Regions from separate parts of the Pan troglodytes genome. Here regions 2 and 3 are each linked to region 1. The links are chromatin contacts, called in public Hi-C and HiChIP or PLAC-seq maps. All regions are on one chromosome and are shown on one strand. The core of a region is the stretch at or near the end of the contact, and the rest is flanking DNA. Distances in the headings are between cores, read along the strand shown. Region 1 holds the start of SIPA1L2 (signal induced proliferation associated 1 like 2). Region 2 has its middle 400 kb from the start of SIPA1L2. Region 3 holds the start of NTPCR (nucleoside-triphosphatase, cancer-related).

Region 1 (3,045 bases), core at 326-2,825:
CTTATGTCCTGTGCATTTTATATTCCCAGCACCTAGCATGGTCTGGAACATCAGAGGATCTCCATAAATCTGTTTTTGTTTTTGTTTTGTTTTGTTTTTTGAGACGGAGTCTCACTCTGTCACCCAGGCTGGCGTGCAGTGGCATGATCCCGGCTCACTGCGAGCTCCACATCCCGGGTTCACACCATCCTCTTGCCTCAGCCACCCGAGTAGCTGGGACTACAGGCGCCTGCCACCACAGGCGCCTGCCACCACGCCCGGCTATTTTTTGTATTTTTAGTAGAGACTGGGTTTCACCGTGTTAGCCAGGAAGATCCTGATCTCCTGACCTTGTGATCCTCCCGCCTCAGCCTCCCAAAGTGCTGGGATTACAGGCTTGAGCCACCGCGCCCGGCTTCATAAATGTTTGTTAAATGAATACATGACAATCTTGTAAATGCTGATAATGGGGTGACAATTGGGAAACTCATCAAAACCTGGAGTGCTCAGGAATTGTATTATGTCACAGGATTGCTTCTTGACCTGTTTAGTTATACCTAATCCCACAGATTATACCTATAATTTAAAAAGATACGAAAGATTGTATAATGTGTACATGCTTCAGATCACAGAGAAATATAGTGTGGGAAGGACCGCCTCTATTTACCTTTTAACAGGGCTGTGTTCTAGGAAGTGTTTGTGATAGGGAAGTAGAGAGAACACTTTTTCTTCAGGAAGAAGTCTGACTCTAGAAGGGGAGAAACTGAAAGCCCCAATCCAGTCTCAGGGAACCCAGCTCAAAACTCTGACAAAAAAGCCTGCTCAGGAAATTCTACGGTGTGGCTGGAAGGTAAGTTAGAGGCTGCCTCCACCTGCTTTATTATTCCTGCGTATAGATGACTGTTGCTGTCCATTTAGGCAGAGTCAATTCCAGTCTAGCTTAAAAGATTCTTCTGAGACCCTTTAATCTTTCAGCATCTAATTCAAATGTCAAGCAATTTACAATAATAGTTTCAAATAATGCTTCCTCACAGGTGAGTCAACATTTCTAAGAAAGCAGAAAAGTTGGGTATAAAAAGTTCAATTCTTCCTCGTCAGAAAAAAGATGCAAGACATTTCTACCGTGGGCTGAGCGCTGCCTGGAGGGCAGGGAGGAAGGGGTGAGCGGACCGCGCTGGGATGTGGGTGCCTGGAACTGCCAATCTCTCCGTTTTCCCCCTGGCTCCTAAAGGTCTCTTAGCAGCATTTCCTGCACGCTGGCACCCCCTGTCCTCCTAACGTTTTACTGCCTGCGTGTTTCTCTGTGCTTCCCCACCCTCCGACCCACAGGGCCCGGGGCGCCCTCCGGGGGCCGGCACACAGCAGGGTCTCGCTTCCTCGCGCTGTCTTCTTCAGATGGGATCACTTCGACTTGCGGCCGTTTGGGCGTTCGCGGGGCCTCGGCGATTCTGTGGCGTCCTGGGCTGTGTATGTAGCCCCAACGGCCGAGGCTCACGGATCCGACCGCCCGGCCGCCGCGTCTGTCCCAAGTTGGGAGACGGGAGGGCCGGGTGGGGTCGCGCCTGCGCCAGGGGGCGGCTCAGAACCAGACTCGCGGTTTTTAACTTATTCCTCAGAGGGGCGAAAGCGAGTCCCGACAAGGACGGCGACGGCTCTCTAGAAGCCGGGGTCCAGGTAGGCTGCCCGGCCCTCGAGCTCGCCCAGCGCGGCTCATGATGCGCCCCGCAGCCCCCTCCCCAAGAAGGGCGTCCGGGCCCCTCCTGGACGCGCAGCTCCCGCGCGCCGCGGGGCCTGGGAACAGCGCACCGGCTGCGCCCGGAGCCGGGCGGACGGTGAGACTGACGGCGTCCGCGCCCAATCGTGGGGCGGGGCCGAGGGGGCCTGCAGGCAGCTACCAATGGGAGCCCGCAGAGCGGGCGGGGGGCGGTGCCGCTGGGCGGGCGGGCGGTGGCATCGGGAGCCGGCGCGGCAGACTGGGAGCCCGGGAGGAGCTGGCGGAGCGAGAGGAGGAGGAGGACGGAGGAGGAGCACCGCGCCCCCGCCGGCCGCCCGAGCGCAGGCCGAGAGCTCCAGCCGCAGCCGGCGGGTCCGGGCCGCCTCCGCCGGAGCCCGGCGCGGGGAGAGTCCGGGCCGATGGGCAGCCCGGGGCAACGGCGGGCGGCGAGGCGGCAGCCCGGGTACGCGCCGCCCGGGGCGCACAGGCTGTAGCAGGTCCCGGCGGACGGCGTTGCGAAGGTTCGTGTCGGGGAATCCGACGGGCAGCGTGGCGAGGGTCGGTTCGGGATGCCTGCGGCCAGGCGGGGACTGTCCCGAAGGGGAAGGGGATGCCCTTCGGGGCGCTTTGGGGGGCTGACGGCGGCGAGGGGTGCGAGGGGCGCGGCGCAGGGTCCGGCTTGTAGACGCAGATGCGCCCGCGCTCCCGATCCCCGGCTGGAAGAGGAGCCGCCGCCGCCTGTTCTCTCCAAGTTATCGATCGGCTGAAAGGTTATTCCCGTCTCGGCGACACAGGCACTGAGGAGGATCTCCTCCAGGTGCCCAGAACTCCGCTCTGACTAACGCTCTCTGGAAGGGCTCGCGGTTGCCCGACGCAGCTTCCCCGGCGCGCTTGGCCGGCTGACGCCGAACTTGCTGCGGGGCTCATTCCCCTTCTAGAGGGGGTGCGCCCGGAGCGCGCGCCCTCACCGGGACGGATCCCTCTTTGTAAGACCGTGAGCCTCCGGCGAGCGCTCTTCTCACTCGCCGCGACCTTTCTTCCCACTTTGCCAGCTCCTGGGCCTCTCCGGGTCTTCCCGTGTCAGTGAGGGTAGTTTGCCCACGTCCTGGGAATATCCCTAGGAACACCTACAGATTAATTTTCAGCCGTGCAGCAAACCCAAAGAATCAATTTCGGCTCATCATCTGCAAGAGAGAGCCGAGGCTTCTCGGAAAGAGAGAACAACTTGGCATTACCCCTGTGGGAGATATTTGTCATCATTAACCTGCTTGAGTTAAATTAATTCAGCCCAAGATGACTCTGGCCTGAGTATTAGAAAAAATCAAGTGCATTGGTTACGCAATTGTGCTCAC
Region 2 (3,045 bases), core at 372-2,871, 400 kb after region 1:
TTATTCTCTGGTTTCTCTTCAGACCATATGAATCTTTCGCCTTATAACTGTTTTGACAGTGGCAAACGAGTTGATTTCCTTCTTCATTCTCCTCTTTTTGGTTAAGCTTCTAAGATACGTTACTGAAAAGGAATTAGAAGAAATTAAACTAAACCTAGATTTCAATATTCAATATGAAAGATAGAGTGGTTATAAATCTGGACCAAAGCCTATTGCTACTGTAGTTAAGAGACTAATCTCTCTCTGCGAAGATCCTTGAGAATCATTTATAGAAGAGCCTTTTGAGATGCTTTGAAACATCAGAAGGAAACTCATCCAAAAATGAGTTGGCTCAGGAGTGCCAATTAGTCCTGCATTTGATCTGTAGCAGATGACAGGCATTTCAGCCTGAAGAGCTACACACAGACCGCTGGGGGTAAGCCCTCTTCCCATCCGGAAAGTTGCCTAAGCCCCACTGAAAGGGCTGATGTTGAGTTCCAGGTTCTGCCTCCTTTGACCAAAACTCACTGAAGGACAATTCCTTAACTCTTAAAGATCCTGTGAGGGTAAGCATAGTTATGAAGAAGACAAAAGGCAGGTCCAACAATACAGCCTTTTGGGCAGCTGGCCAGGAATTTAAAAGCTGCGATTTAAATAACTAAACAAAATTCTCCTGGGAGACCAGGAAGCTTAGAAAATACCCGGTCTCACTCTCCATTGACAAAACAGCAAATGTAGACCATGCCATTCCAAGTAAGGCAATTCCAGTCACTTCTGGGTTTTATTTATTTTTAATGTATTAATCTGGGTTTGTCCAGACAGCTGCCTTAGCCCCCAGTTTTGAATTTAAAAATCTACCCATGGATCCTCCAATCCACAACGACTCGATCCTGAATACCTCAAGGAGAAAAGACACGTACAGTCACCATAATTTTTATCCTTTATCTTAAAGAACTTATATTGGTGGATGAATTAGATGACAAATTTGAATAATATATTACTAATTATTATTAATTATTAATATACTATTCACTATATATTATTCAATTATACATCTTTTATCTATTTCTATATATGTACACATATGCATATGTGTGTATTATTTTCTCGACAGTGGGTGTTTTTAGCTTTCATGGACAGTGATTTCCTTTCAGAAGTAGAAAATGCATATTTGGGATTTTCAGGTGGGGAATGCAATGTTCTGTCTCCAAAGCTGGTCCCTAGAGACAGGGAACCCCCCCACCCCCCAACAGGCCCTCCCTAACAAGAAAATGGCCTCCCACTGAATATAATTTGCAGAGAAGCAGCTAAGCCTGAGCAGCAGGTACAGAGTGGTTCCCAGGCTGCTGCTGCTGTTGCTGATTAAAAAAAAAAAAAAAAAAAAAAAACCAAACCATGCCTCTGCACAGATGTGTGACAGCTTTGGAAAGGAGTGCAGCTCCTGCCCACCTGCTGTGCTCCATTTCAGAACGGGGCTTTCATTTAAAAGACAAAGCCTGGTTAGCTTTTTACCTGTGAACCTTATTGCATCAATTGCCACCCAGATTGCAAGTGTTTTGGTTGCGGGGAGAGAGGAGCCAGGAGAGGCCTCTCCCTTCCCTTCAATGAGGAGAGCTCACCGCTTCAGAATGGCAGGGCAGTCACAGCCCAAGGGCACTTTCTTAAACTGCTCAGCACCCCAGGCTCATAAACAAAAGCCTCTCTGCTAAAGCACACAGAGAGGAAGCGAAGCCATCATCCCTGCATTTGGCTCTGAGACAAATGACTCAATAAGGGACTCAAGCTATTAGAAAATCACTTGGGCTTAAATGAAAATTCAAATGAGAGAAATGAGGCCGAGATGTTAAAAATGGGTTTTAAAATGAAAAAAAAAAAACAACTGGGGACCGAGAGAATGAAATAACAGACACAAAGCCCTAAGAGAAACCATATCAAACTGAGGACTGTAGAAATTTGGAGTCGCTGTCCTGGGCATGGTGATATTCATGTTACAGAACCAATCCGGCATCCACTCGCCCGGTGCAATGAAACCAGGCGCTCACACTGAGGTTTCTGCCGTGATAGGAAGGCATTTACTGTAGGGCATCAAGCAAGGAGAATCAGGGCAGCTCAGGCTTATAGACCCAAACTCCCTAACTGCTTGCAGGTAAGGGTTTTTAAAGGAGGGGTAAATTTCAGGAGAGCTGACACTATTGGCAAAATGATCAATCAACACATTAAAGTTACGCGTTGGTTTTGGACTAAAAGTGCGGATATCTTGAAGCACCGGCTTGCAAGGCAGAGGTAGATTTAAAGATCTTCTGATTTGCAATTGATTAAGGAAGAGAAGCTTTGTTTAAAAATTGTGGGTCAGTAGAAAAATGTTAGGGTAGTGACTGTCTCCAAGCCTCTTAGGAAGAACCTTAGAACAAAGAGCCATAGTTAAAGTTTAGTCTTCACTTCCCCCTCATCTGGGGTCTAAGTGCCAGTGGATCAGTCCTGTGGGGGTCCCAGCCTCTGAAAGACAACTCGGGGACATATGTTAAGATGTTATCTTTAATTTCCATAGGGAGAGCAAACATCTCTGGGACTCTAACTTCTTTAGCTATTGTTTTAGGCTACTTTTACCTTCTTGTTTAACAGGTTACTTATTTACTTCTCAGGGCTAGCTAGGTGCCTGGAATTTCCCGGGAAGGAACTCAGGATTTTCCTTTATTTCCATGCTTGGGGTCTGTAGGCCCCTAAAAGAGGGGGTCCCTCCTCTGTCTCACCCAGAGGTTTACAGGGATTGATTGGGTGATACAATTTGCTGGAGAGGGTCAGAGAAAAGCAAGATTATACTCAAAACAGTTGTATCACCACCTTAGTTATTCTTCTCTCTCGTATAAATTATGAACATAGACTGCATTTCCCTGCCTCTAATCCGTCTCTCTCCTCTCTTTTCTTCCTTCTCTCCTACCTTCCTGCCTTCCATCTACTCACTCATAATCCATTCAAAAATATTATTGAGCATCTACTACATATCAGGCATTTTTCTAGACCCTGGAGAAACAGTATTGATTGAAACTCATGGAGCTTACATTTTAG
Region 3 (3,045 bases), core at 248-2,747, 320 kb before region 1:
TAAGACTTTGATAAAGCAGAAACAAGAACCACCATCAATACAATCACGGTAACAGGACACCTCCATTATAAAACACACAGTTGTCTTGGGGTCAGCCTGCTGAGTATCAAACTGCATTCCAAGTTTCAAATAAAGGATTGACAAACCAACTTTCAGAAAACAGTTCTTTGCAATACTTAGGAGTGACTTTAGATAGCAGGCATTTCTCAAACCACCCTCCTCCTCCTCACCCCCTGCTCCCCAACTCCCCCATCCAATGCCTGACAAAATCCCAAAGTCTGCAATATTAGCTGTAGCCTTAACATAATCATTAACAACTTAACATACTAAACAACTAAACATAATCATTAAAATAAAGTGAAAGAGAATTCTAGATCCAGGGTTACAGCCTTTGATATCTGAACCCACACTAAACTTCAAAATTAGATTTGCCTTGCAAAGGAGCTGAAGAAATCACTTTCTCCACTCTTAGCCCATCTATCTTTTTTTAGCCTATCTGATGCAGCCTACCTGTCCTTTTTAGTAATGCTTGATACATGGGTAGCGCCTTGATTTCAAAGCACCTCCTCCTACACCTCTCATCTGACCTCAACGCTATCCTGCTTCTCAGATGAGAACTCCACAGGCCACAGGGTTGAGGGATCTGACAGACATCAGGAGGGGACAGCGACAGGAACAAGCAAGAGTGTCTGAGAAGGGCTCCTGTAGGTACCAAAGCTTCTCCACCTGTGGCCTCAGCTGTGGAGGGAATTCGTGGGGATGGAGATGGGGATGGGGGTGGGGGGATGAACTTAGATGGGAAAGAAAGGTTACAACTTCAGTTTCGCTCTCCTCCAACTAAAATTTACCATTTTTTTTGCACGATCAATGTAGCAAAGACCCACAGTAAGGAAGTACCTGTGACTATCAACAGAAATTAGACATCTCCACTTCACATCGCGGTTGCGGCAGATCTCTTGAAATACCATTTGTGCAGACCACAACGTCAACACTACAGTAGGAGTTACCGCTGCCGCTGGCCCCTGCGGTTTCAGCCCTTCATCAAGAAGCCAGTCTAGGACCCCCTCACAAGTGTGTTCTAATCCTTTAGGCCCTGTGTCTTTTAAATCACGTTTTCCGGGAAGGAGTACAAACTCTTCAGACTACCAAGCCCGCCATTTAATTGGGAACTTCAGAGGCCGGAGCCCTGGAGCCGGAGACCCTCCCCGACAGCACAAGGTCGCCCGCAGCCCGCGCGCCCCCACCCCCTCGACCTCTTGGAGGTGGGGATCCCCTCAGGGTTACCTGGGGGCCCCGTTAGGAACACGTGCCGGGCCATGCTGGTGGGCGGGGGTAGGGGTTGCGGTCAGGGGAGCAGTCCAGGTTGGGGTCGCAATTCAGGTCAGGTCCGGACCAGGGTCGCGACTCAGGACCCGCCCACCGCGTGTCGCAGGCCCCGCCCCCAAGCGGTGCTTCGACCGGAAGCACCGCCCTCAAGACCACGCATGCGCCTTCTCCCGAGTACCCGGTCCGCGCCTGCGCATTCAGCCCTCGGCATTTGCGCCTGTGCTGCGGCAGTTCCTATAGGCGGAGCGGGTTGTACGGTCTCTTAAGTTTCATTCTGGATTCAGGGCTTTTGTGGGGTATTTGCAGAGATAAGTGCGTGAGAACGTCAGTTATTAAACTATTGCTGCTTCAAGTCAGCGCCATCACCCAAGTTCTGCCCCTTGACTCCGGACCTAGGAGCTGAAATTGCCCAAGGCTGCCGGGACAGCCCTTTTGTAGAAGGTTTGTGACCTGGAAGCATTCCTCAAAGGGGGATGCCATGTTAATGACTCCAACTTTGTTCTCAAACATTCCTGCAGAATAGAATCAGCTGGGGAGTTTTAAACTTGCTCTGATGCCTGGGTTTCACCTGCAGTAATGGGGAGTGTCAGAAGACAAAATTACAAGTTTAGTTTAAAGATCTAATTGGCTTATATTTAGGATCTAGAATCGAGAAATAGATCATTCCATAAAGCAAATAGAGTGTTCCAGTGAGTTGTGCAGAGGAGGTTGGCTTTATGGGCAAAAAAAGGCTGAAGAACAAAACAAAGAGTGGGTATTTCAAAGTTACTTTCCTTATAGGGTTAAAACAGATTGGACTTCGTTATTGTACTGACTCAGGTTAACTAGAATCTCCTGTTTTTTGGGAAAACGGGCCTGTTTCAAAGTTCAGTTTGGTTACATGGCACTTGGCACAAGTGACTCCATTCTGGTTTGGTCTAGTCTGCTAGGACCTAGTGCAGGAGGTTAGTCCAAAACAATGGCCTCCCATAAGTCTTGTTTAACATGAGTAATTGGTCTTGAGCGAGTCTTGAGCACCTGTATTCTTTTTTCTTCTTTCTAAACTCCAGGAAGTTCCTGAAGTGCGCTAGGGTTGAGAACCACTGGTGTAGGCAGACTTCCCGTCCTCAGCCATGCATAGGACGCCCAGTTTTCCCTCTTTACTTTCACACCAAAGTGTATAAAGATCTCCTCTTGCAAAGAATTAAATAGCTTCTCCGTCTCACTTTACCACTGCAAGTGTTCCGGCCAACGAATGACGTGGCAGTGGCCTTGGGCCACATTTACCTGTAAACTCTTTCAGTCTAACATGTGTACAGCTTAATTTGTAGTCAGTTGTTCCCCATCCTGGCTGAGAAAGCAGTTCGGTGAGTGCTCAACTTAATTGGTTTCTGCCCACACATGGACCTCTTGGTTTCCCTTTAGCCTGAGACATATGCCAGTCCAATGATTATCTAAAAAAACAAAGTCGGATTTGTAAAATATAGCTGTCATCACCATCATTTCTGCAACATTTGTAATGCTCTATTATTATAACAGTATACTATTTATTATCCCAACTGTTAATGTAGGGCCTTCCACCTTGATTTATTTCGCAGTCCATATATGTTGAATACAATGAAAAGTTGATATAGTAAAGTAAATTCATAGGAGGAGCTTCCAAAAAAAAGGAAAAAAGTATATGTATCTCTTGTATCAAAAGTACTCGTTTTAAATGTTAATCAGGTAGCATTTTCCATC

Evidence for each region. A called contact is a pair of places that touch in the nucleus more often than the background predicts. HiChIP or PLAC-seq counts read pairs in DNA pulled down with a chosen protein or histone mark.
Region 2: a Hi-C map of stem cell-derived neural progenitor cells shows a contact between it and region 1, with 3 times the contacts expected there. The contact joins the enhancer-like site here to the promoter of SIPA1L2 in region 1. A contact is called at or near these places in 1 of 7 Hi-C or Micro-C datasets (stem cell-derived neural progenitor cells) and 1 of 1 datasets of contacts at active chromatin or transcription factors (stem cell-derived excitatory neurons).
Region 3: a contact with region 1 is called in an H3K4me3 HiChIP or PLAC-seq map of stem cell-derived excitatory neurons, with 6 times the contacts expected there. The contact joins the promoter of NTPCR here to the promoter of SIPA1L2 in region 1. A contact is called at or near these places in 1 of 7 Hi-C or Micro-C datasets (stem cell-derived neural progenitor cells) and 1 of 1 datasets of contacts at active chromatin or transcription factors (stem cell-derived excitatory neurons).

What each region holds. Positions count from the first base shown.
Region 1 is chr1:16,557,410-16,560,454 of NHGRI_mPanTro3-v2.0_pri, forward strand. It overlaps SIPA1L2 (signal induced proliferation associated 1 like 2), which reads left to right and starts at 1,576. Exons shown (of 21, transcript XM_063790534.1): 1 at 1,576-1,653.
Region 2 is chr1:16,955,525-16,958,569 of NHGRI_mPanTro3-v2.0_pri, forward strand. No RefSeq gene overlaps it. Among named protein-coding and RNA genes, the nearest start is that of SIPA1L2, 400 kb to the left of the region's middle. Within about 2 kb of position 1,622, at least 7 of the 24 cell types and tissues checked have an H3K27ac peak or open chromatin away from gene starts, as enhancers often do. A contact at or near this core is called in stem cell-derived neural progenitor cells, where this site is marked.
Region 3 is chr1:16,238,608-16,241,652 of NHGRI_mPanTro3-v2.0_pri, forward strand. NTPCR (nucleoside-triphosphatase, cancer-related) reads right to left here and starts at 1,498. Exons shown (of 5, transcript XM_016941086.3): 1 at 1,285-1,498. The coding sequence starts at 1,318.